Regions from separate parts of the Sus scrofa genome. Here all the other regions are linked to region 3. A link is a contact called in public promoter capture Hi-C data. All regions are on one chromosome and are shown on one strand. Each heading gives the region's core, a stretch centred on a gene start, on an enhancer-like site or on the middle of the called end of the contact. The rest is flanking DNA. Distances are from core to core; before and after follow the strand shown.

Region 1 (3,239 bases), core at 99-2,598, 220 kb after region 3:
CATAAAGAAAGGAGAAGGGCTGCCACCTGGTGAACCCTGAGTCCTGGGGTGAAGGAATTCAGGGAACTGGTGGGTGGTTAGAGGCAGAGTCTCCTGGTATGTTGTCATTTATTCCACATCTTCGGGTAGCAAAGGGGCGGTGGGCACAAGAAAGCAAGAACTCACGCCTGGCCCTTTCAAGTGGCTGAAGCGGAAAGGAAAAAACTGCAGGCTGGCCACCAGGTCTAGCCTTCCTCCTCAGGGTCCCCCAGTCCGTCTGTGACCAGGAGAAAGGGGAAGGCCAGCACCTGCCCTGCCCTGCCTTTCTCAGGGGCAGGGAATGCTGAGCCTCTGCTGGACTTTGACCTACTGGGGAAAAGGCGGGAGACACATTCAAACAGGCACAGTGATAAACTTATTAGTCATGCCTGCTGTTCCTGCCACCGCTCCCCCCCCACCCTCTCCTGCCAGCCCCCAGCCCTGCTGCCTTTCAAGTTGAACAACTTTTTTTAAAAAAGAGAGAGAGAGAATGAGACAGATCCACATACTTGATGAAGAAGACTCTCCCACCGCGGTCAACTCCGTAGGTCCACCGGCCGGGCAAGTCCAGCCAGTCAATCTCATCGGCCATCTCGGTGTCCCGCAGCCCCTCTGGCTCTCTGCCCACCCGGGCGCCGGGCTGGGGGCGCCGACCACGCACCCCCCCCCCCACTTTCTGCTCCTCCTCGAGGCGGTGATGGGGGAGGGGCCCGATGCGGTCCAGCCTGGCCCGCGGCGTGCCTCCCGGCTCCCTGGCAGGGACTCTGGCCTCTCACTGAAGGCAGCTGGCCGCCAGCCGGGCAGCAGGGAGCCGAAGACTTAACCCTGGCCGGGCCGAGCGAGCTCAGCGTGCGAGGCGGAGCCGGCCCCAGACACCTCCTGCCTCCGGGAGTCTGCGCTCCCCTCCGGACGTCTCCTTAACTTAATGACCGGCAATTAGCGCATGAGTAATCCTGCCGCTCCTCTCGCCGGGACTGCTCACCGGCAGCGCCGAGGGCTCGGTCCCCTCTGCTCCCCGCGGCCGGGCAGCCGGCGGGGCCGAGCGAGCGGGAGCGCGAGCCGGAGGATCCCTCCCCGAAGGGAGCAGGTTGCCGTGTGCGAGCGAGGGTGTTGCCTCCGCGCTCCCAGCTCCAAGCCTGCGCTCGACCGCCGGTCGGGCGAGCAGAAGGCGGAGCCCAGCGGCCGCTCCGAGGGTAATTCACAGCCGGGAGAATTCGCCGCAGCCCGGCGGGAACCCCAAGTCCCGGCGATGGGCGCGGAGGAACCAGTTCGGCTGAAAGAGCTTGGAAGCACGAACCTGAGGGACATGTCCACCCACTGACCGGAAAAGGGGAAGTGAGCAAACCTGGTTCTACTTGGCGGGAGGTTAGTAGAGGAACAAAGGTCAAATGCAGGGAAGGGTGACACGGGTGAAAGGAGCAAGGGGCCCCTTAAGATGTCAGCCTAATTAGTTAAACCAGCCCTTACCTTTCTTTCTGAGCGCTTCCTCCAAGAAGTTGGCCATGACTAAGAAGAATCAGGGTGAGACCTTAGAAACACTCAGAAGACGGCATCTTTTATATCCCTGATCCCTAATTTACACCGGAAAACGAAAGAGCAAAGGAAAAAAGAGAGAGAAAGGAGGAAATGTGTCTTGTGTATAGAATACAGGTTGCTGGCATTCAATACAGGCATATGAAAAATGGTATTGCTGGAGCCCATGGGTCTGCAGTCCCCGGTCTGTATCAAAGTTGGACTCCAGGCAGCTTTCTCAATTTACCCAGGACCTGCCACTGGGGCTCCGAGTAGATGCACACTGTTTGAACCCTTGTGTCAGACCCAAGGGAATAGTTAGACAATAGGAGAGACACCTGTCTTTGAAGGAAGCAATGTGTCGCATGGCAGTTGGCTAGTGTCTGCTGCGTGAGCACACTTATTGTAAGCATTCTAAGGGATTTAATGCCTGTTCCACTTCGGTAATTTCTACTCATCCCTTCAGGATCCACCTACGTGTCACCTCCTCCTGGAAGCCACTCTGATTCCACCCCAGGTAAATTTACATGTCCATCCTCTATGTGTCACGGAGCCTTATTAGTAACGCTACAAGGGAGTTTATCACACTGTAATGCGATCCTTGGTTTACTTACCTGTCGTCTTCAGGGGCGCTATTTTATTCATCTTTTTAGCCCCGGCATCTACCTGGAGCACCTGATTCATATTTAATGAAAGACTGATACTGTCGTAGAAATGGCCCTTAACTCTAACCATAGTCCTGTACTTTTGGACCTTATTTGGGGGCCTGATAAATATAACCATCAGCAACATCAGGGTGTGTGTGTAGGGAGAACTTTCTGGAAAAAGAAACAACTAGTGAGCCTTCCCAGGTATCTCCAGTGCTCAACCTAGACGGTGTAAAGTGTATGCATCTGATAGATAGTGAAGCCAGAAGATGCCACAAAGAACATATTGGCCAAGCCTCTTGTTTGAACCATGAGAAACAGAAGCACAAAGAAGGGAAGGGAAGGTTCCGGTCACTGAGCAAGGATCTGCCTCCCCAACATCCAGGCCAGAGCTCTTTCCATGACATCATCCTACCTCCAGCACTGGAAATTCACTCTGCCAGCATATACAGCTGAGTGCTGGCTCCAGGTTTAAGTTGAGTCCGTTCTCCACATGCAAAGGGAAGCAAAACCCCATAATATGCAACTCTTTTCTCCTTTCTCAGATCCTAAGTGTTTCTAGTAAAGAAAGCTGCATTTGATGGTGAAGCAGAGCCGCACCTGAGAAGCTTAGGTGAGGATCCCCTTCCAGTTCCGGAATTGGGGAGGGTGGGAGGGTCAAGGGGTCAGACTCTTTGCCTGTCCCAGGCACCCAGCCTTGTGAACCACCTGCAAGACTTATCGCGATGATAAGGCACCTGCCCACCCCTGTGATATCAGAGGATCGGAACCTCCAGAATCACTGCCAAGATGCCTCCAGGGAAAATACCAGCAACCAGTGCACTCCCAGTCAAACCTGAGCAACCAGTAGGGGCAGCTTCTTGGGCTGAAGGTGGGTAGAAATAGGGGACAAAAAAATGACATATGTTTGGAGTTCCCATCATGGTGCAGTGGTTAATGAATCCGACTAGGAACCATGAGGTTGTGGATTCAATCCCTGGCCTTGCTCAGTGCGTTAAGGATCCGGCGTTGCTGTGAGCTGGGGTGTAGGTCGCAGACGCAGCTCAGATCCCGAGTTGCTGT
Region 2 (3,261 bases), core at 508-3,007, 250 kb before region 3:
TTATCAGTTTCTCAGGTATTCTAGTGATATTTTAGGCATATATAAGCACAAATACACTTTTATATGATATCAGGTGTAATACATATGATATCCTGCACCTTGCTTTTTTATTATATTTATTATCACAATTTTAAATTATGAATTAAAATTTTGTAACAAATCCTGTTTCACCTATACCCATACCAACAATCCATCCCCTATTCTGGCCCAGGACTGGAGCTAGGGTGAGGCAAGCAAAGTGCCTGGCATAATTTAAGGAAGTCCTCACTCTTGGGGTTATACTTGCATATTTGAGTGTGACTCATTAGATTTTGCTCCTTAGACTTGCCCTGAGATCCAGCTCTGCTGGCTCCTCTAAATTATTTTGAAGTAAATCTCAGGGATATCATAGCTTGATTTTTCTCTTACTGTATATTGGATATCATTTCATATCAAGACACCATGAACTTCTTCAACTTTTATTCTAGTTGCATAGTATTACACTATGTGAACATGCCATAATTGAGCTGGTTTCTGTTGATAGACATTTAGGTTGTTTTTGCCATCTTGGTATTTTAAACAGTGCTGTAATGATTACCTCACATGTATAAGTTCATCTGTAGGATTAAATACCTAGAAGTAGAGTTTAATAATCCACATTACCAACCCCTTTTTGATCTTTGCCAATCCAATGAGGGAAAACAATTTATTGTAATTTAGTTTCCATTTCTCTTATAACAAGTGAAGTCGAACATGTTTTCATCTGTTTGAAGATCATTTACATTTCCTTTGCTATACTGATTGTTCACATCCATTGCCAATTTTTACTTGGGTCTTTGTGTCAGATTAAAAGTGGATGCAAAAATAAATAAATAAATAAAAGTGGCTGCATGGGAGTTCCCCTCATGGCTCAGTGGAAACAAATCCTACTGGTATCCATGAGGACACAGGTTCGATCCCTGGCCTCACTCAGTGGGTTAAGGATCCAGCGTTACCGGGAGCTGTGGTGTAGGTCACAGACGAGGCTCTGATCCAGCAGCTGTGGTGTAGGCCGGCAGCTGTGACTTTGAGTCCACCCCTAGTCTGGGAATTTCCATATGCCCCGGGCGCGGCCTTAAAAAAGCAAAAAAAAAAAAAAAAAAAAAAAAAAAAATTGGGGCCTACACAGCAGATCACCACAACGTGGGATCCTTAACCCACTGAGCAAGGCCAGGAATCAAACCTGCGTCCTCATGGATACTAGTCCGGTTTATTACAATGGGAACTCCCCATAGCATCCGGCTTTTGAATTCAGATCGTGGCTCAAAGTGTCAGATATGAGAGCTCTGAGTTTGGGCTTCTTGCTGCCCTACCCTGTCCACCACAACAGTGCCATCAAGCCTAATTTCCAGGGAAATAGGCCTTAGAAAAAGGCACTAAATTAACTCACTTCACAGACAAAGGTGCCAAACAGGACGTTTGGGCTCTTAAAGCAGAGTCAGAAAATGAAGACACGGTGGCGCCACTTCATCAGCCGCCCCTCCCGGCAGCCGCCAACGCGCAACCGAAGCCGCTCTGCGCCTCCTTCCACCACACTCCAGGTGGCGCTGTTGGACCAACCCATGTTCCAAAACGCCATCGACTCAGTTTGGCCTCCCCCGGATGCTATAGAGCACAGAGATAAGCGGGAACCGTGTGGCTAGAGAGGTATTTCCCTGGAGCCGCCCAGGTCACCGCGCGAGCACCGAGCATTTCCGCTTCCGGCTCCTTATTCCGGAAGTTGCATTTCGAAGTAGTGTGGCCTTTGTGAGGTTCCACCATGGCGTACCGTGGCCAGGGCCAGAAAGTGCAGAAGGTGATGGTGCAGCCCATCGTATCCTACTCGGGATGTGAAAACTAGGAGGTTCGGACCAGGAAATGGGGGGCGAAGGAACAGAAAGAGCAGGCCAGAGGGAGCGGAGTGCAGCACCTCATCCCATGAGCCTCCGGGGCGCTCGAGACTGGTAGAAAGCGCGGGTAGTTGAAGAGTCGGTGATGAGTGGGAGGTGGGCTTGGGCGGACCCCTGCGGTGGGAAAGACAGAAATGGTGGGGGTGTGCGGATGGAAGACAATCTTAATTATGTACTGAGTGACGGCGGGAGTTAGCGGCGTCTGGCAAAAGGAAGATGTTGGTGCTGAAGAGACTGCAGGAGAGTATGGGGTGGAAGGGGTCGTTTACAATATCTGGGAGCTCTAAGTGTGTGCCTAATTGGGCACTTTTCGTTGCATAGGCACAGACTTCGAGTTCAGAAAACAAAAGTGAGGCGGGGGTAGAATTGACCAGTTTCAGGGGGTAGAGTCTGTGAATGTATGAAATTTTTCCTTAACCACTGGTGCAGAACCTCATCTTCAGATACTTGCAAAATGTAAGTTGTTTATTGTTAATTGTTTCATAATTACTTTTTAAGTTAAGGGTGAATTTATTTTGCTGTTTGTGTTATCTTGTCTGTTCACTGTTCTAAAGTTAAAAGTAGATGAAACTGGAGATTGGAAGGGTATTTGAGGGGAAGGAGTGCAGGGAAAGCTCTAATGTGATAAAATTGTGTGTAGCCATGCCAAGTCCAAGCATGCAAAGAGTTGTGTTGTCTTTACTTTGCAAGACCAGTATTACTTATTTCAAAAAGTTGTAGGCACAGCCAATAATTATTGGCTCAGGTGACAGTGGTATCCTGGTATTGCTACTTTTGTTTTTAGTGATCATGGCCAGAACATTGGGACCTTTAACCCTTCCCACTAGGATGAAACACTGGAAGAAAATTGAGTCAGCTTTAAACCAAATGGTGTGTTTTGTACTGGGGGTGAGGGGTGGGGAAGGGGGATGGAGGGACACACCCTTATGTATTGAAAAGACACTAAAAAAGAAAGATGGGAGGGATAAGTTCAGAGGATTCAGTGGAAACTTCTTTTCCTTTGGGGTTATTTTTAGTACTTGGAATTTGACTTGGCACTGCAGAGTGTTTAAATTATCTCAAAGAAATGTGGTTGCTGTTGACAAATTTTAGTGCGGCAACACAATGGAAAAATAGCCATTGTAATTTTTAATCACCAGAATCAAGGGTCCCTCTCCTGGTGATTAGGTATGAGAGGTGGAAAACCGAGAACTTACAGAAAGCTGCCTTGGAACTGGATTTTGCTATAGCAGATAAGAAACATCTTTGTGCAGTCCTATCGCAAGTTTTCACTCTAAATGTGTAGAGCCCAGAGGCAGTAGAAATATGATTGAGTACCAAAACAGGACAGTTATTAACAACTCTGTCCCGATAT
Region 3 (2,858 bases), core at 102-2,601:
AGGGTCTGTCAGCCTCCACACTTGGTTCTGACCCTTGCCTTTCCCCACCCAGAAAGGCCCACCAGCATGGAGCTCCTCCCACTCCAGCAGAAGCTGCAGGTGCCCATTCCCGGCTGCTTCCTCCACAGGCAGCTCCTAGAGAGGATGGGGCAGATGAAGGCTCTTTAGAAAGGAGGCAGTTCATCTAGGGAGTCAGCCTGAGGCTCCTCAAGGGGAGGCTCTGTTCACGTCTATGTCCCTGAGAATGTGCCCAGCAGAACAGGGAGGTGCCTTGTAACGGGGGAGTGGTGTTGCTGAGCCAGAACCACCCCCCCACCCCCTCTACCACCGCCAAGCGCCAGGGCTGGGGGCTAGCCCGGAATTTCACAGGGTGGCTCCTGGGACCAGGAGAAGCAGCTCAGAGCCTGGAGGCTTGGTTCCCACCATAGGGTGGAGAAGGTGCAGCGATGTGTGTCGGAGTGTTGGGGGGATGCCCTTAAAAGTTCCTGCCTCCGCAGGTTTCAGAGCCAGCTGGGAACACGCTTCTGGGCAGCGAGGGGCACCAGCACGCAGCGACAGGGGGTGGGTCCCGCACGCGCAATGTGCTGACAGTGGGCAGGTGGACCTCCGGAGTGCCTGAGAGCCCCAAGAGGAGAGAGCTGTGTGGAGGGCCGAGGAAGGTAGGAGCCTAGCTTTGCTTAGGGACCAAAATAGATAAAGAAAGAAACACACACACAAACCACCATTTCACCCCTCTCCTGAGCAGCAGTCGCGCACCCCTGGGACGGACACCCGGAAGGATGCAGGGACAGAGGTCCATGCATCCCCACACCAGCCCCGGCGGGGCCCCATCCCGGGCCTCGCGCCCACTCGGCTACCTTGGTCCGAACTTGCTCGGGCTTCCAATGCGGTCGCAGCTCCCGGATGAGGCGCAGGGCGCCGGGGAGGATGTCGTTGTGGTCCACGGATATGCCAAAGCACGGGACGGCGGCGGCCCTCGGGGGCCCGGCGGCTCCCGGCAGCCCGCGCCGGCCGCCGCCTTCTCCTCCATGCCCCATGAGCACTGTGGGCAAGGCGCCTGCCTCCTCAGGTAAAAGGGCGAGCACGGCAGGGGAGCCGAAGGGGGCACAGCCATTCCCTGCAGCCCCACCCCCTCGGAGCCGCCGCGCGGACGCTAGCCCCCGCGGGGGGGCCCAGCGCGGGAGTGGGAGTGGTAGAGGAGGGGCCAGGGGAACTCCATGACTCGGGAGCCAGCGGCCCGCTTCAATCGCCGCCCTGCAGCCGGGCGCCCCAAGCCGACCCGGGAACGCCAGGGCCAGCCGCGATTGTGACATCACGGGCGGCGGGTCGCAGGAACGCCCCCTCCCCGCCCCGGGCGGAGGGCCGCGGGGGTGAGCCTCCCGCCACAGAGGGCAGCCGCGGCCGCCGCTACCTGGAGCGTTGGGCGGGGTGACGCCCCCGGGGAGGCCGTGACGTAGGGGGCGTGGTCGGGGGGCGTGGTCGGCGCGGCCCGCCCCCCCACCTGGGTCTCTGGGCTGCCCAGCAGTCCTGGCCTCACCCGCGGGCTTCTGAGCGGGGGAGGTGGCCGCCCCCCTTCCAGCTCTTCTGGGTCAGCTCCCCCTGGGTAGCCTGGGGCAGGGCCTGGGGAAGGCTCTTCTTGCACGCCTACTCCTTCCTGGAGTGTGGCCACTGGCTGCTCCCAAGAGGTCAGTTTGGGCTGGACTACCTGTGCCCCAGCTTCCTGCCCCCAATCGCCAGAATCCTGGAAGAGGTTCTGTGGGAGCGGCCCCTGCTGCATCTGGAAAGTCTTTTCCGACGGAGAGGGGACGTTGGGGAAGCATTTTGGGGTGGGTGTGCCAATGGTGACCTCACCAGCCACCAGCTCGCATAGGAGAGCTCTCACTGCACCTGTTTCCTATTTCCTCATGTTATCTCTCTGACCTATTCAGAACCCCTTAACCACAAGGCCCCAGTTCTGCCTAGCGGAACTTCTGTGATGATGGCAATGTGCTATAACTATGCTGTCCACAAGCCGCATATGACTATCCAGCACTTGAAATGTGGCTAATGTGACATTTGATTTAATTTTACACTTAATGTAAATAGTCATATATGGTTGTCGTATTGAACAGGGTAGGAGATGATGGGGGGGTTCTGCCCACTTAAGGTCATGGAACCCTAGGATGTTGAGCTGGAAAGGATGCTGACTCCAACCATTTCTTTCTGCAGTGAGGAAATTAAGCCAAGCAGGCAAACAAAACTCAGAGAATCATGCTCTCGGCTCTGCACAGAATGCTGTGGATGAGAGAACGATGCCCTAGAGGTGCTCTGGGGCCCCGTATAATCCCTAGAGTCTGTGATCCTAGATGTGTGAGGTTTGATGGGACCTGGGTTAGCAGTCAAAAGAGGGGTGAGCAGCTATGTGATGAGGACCTGCATCAGTGGCTTCAGGTGGATGCTGTCTTTCATTCCTGAAGCTACACATCCCCTGCAGACAGTCCAAGGGGTGCGGGTGGGAGAAGACCACCTGTTGAGTCCCATGTCTGTGAGATGGAGGGTGGCAGTGCATACGTGTGTGTGCTTGTGCACCTCTGAACCCGTATGTGTAAGGTGGGAAACCCCCAGGACTGGAGTCAAATGGGCAGTGTGCTAGTCTCTCTCTTTTTTTAGGGCCACACCCATGGCCTATGGGAATTCCCAGCCAAGGGGTTTTCCTGGAGCTGCAGCTGCCAGCCTATGCCACAACCACAGCAACGCCAGATCCGAACTGCGTCTGCAACCTACGCCACAGCTCATGGCAACGCTGGATCCTCAACCCACTGAGCGAGGCCAGGGATCGAACCTGCGTCTTCATGGATATTAGTTGAATTCATTACTGC

What was found. Promoter capture Hi-C pulls out the DNA fragments that hold promoters and counts their contacts.
Region 1: a promoter capture Hi-C map of fetal liver shows a contact between it and region 3, with 2.5 times the contacts expected there. The contact joins the promoter of PLEKHA6 here to the promoter of ETNK2 in region 3. A contact is called at or near these places in 3 of 5 promoter capture datasets (fetal liver, fetal skeletal muscle and liver) and 2 of 47 Hi-C or Micro-C datasets (embryonic fibroblasts and undifferentiated spermatogonia).
Region 2: a promoter capture Hi-C map of liver shows a contact between it and region 3, with 7 times the contacts expected there. The contact joins the promoter of SNRPE here to the promoter of ETNK2 in region 3. A contact is called at or near these places in 2 of 5 promoter capture datasets (fetal liver and liver) and 1 of 2 datasets of contacts at active chromatin or transcription factors (skeletal muscle).

The regions. Positions count from the first base shown.
Region 1 is chr9:65,026,107-65,029,345 of Sscrofa11.1, forward strand. PLEKHA6 (pleckstrin homology domain-containing family A member 6) reads right to left here and starts at 1,349. Exons shown (of 24, transcript XM_021063215.1): 1 at 528-1,349. The coding sequence starts at 610.
Region 2 is chr9:64,558,787-64,562,047 of Sscrofa11.1, forward strand. SNRPE (small nuclear ribonucleoprotein polypeptide E) reads left to right here and starts at 1,758. Exons shown (of 5, transcript NM_001097465.1): 1 at 1,758-1,831; 2 at 2,337-2,363. The coding sequence starts at 1,778.
Region 3 is chr9:64,805,765-64,808,622 of Sscrofa11.1, forward strand. It overlaps ETNK2 (ethanolamine kinase 2), which reads right to left and starts at 1,352. Exons shown (of 7, transcript XR_002335783.1): 1 at 858-1,352.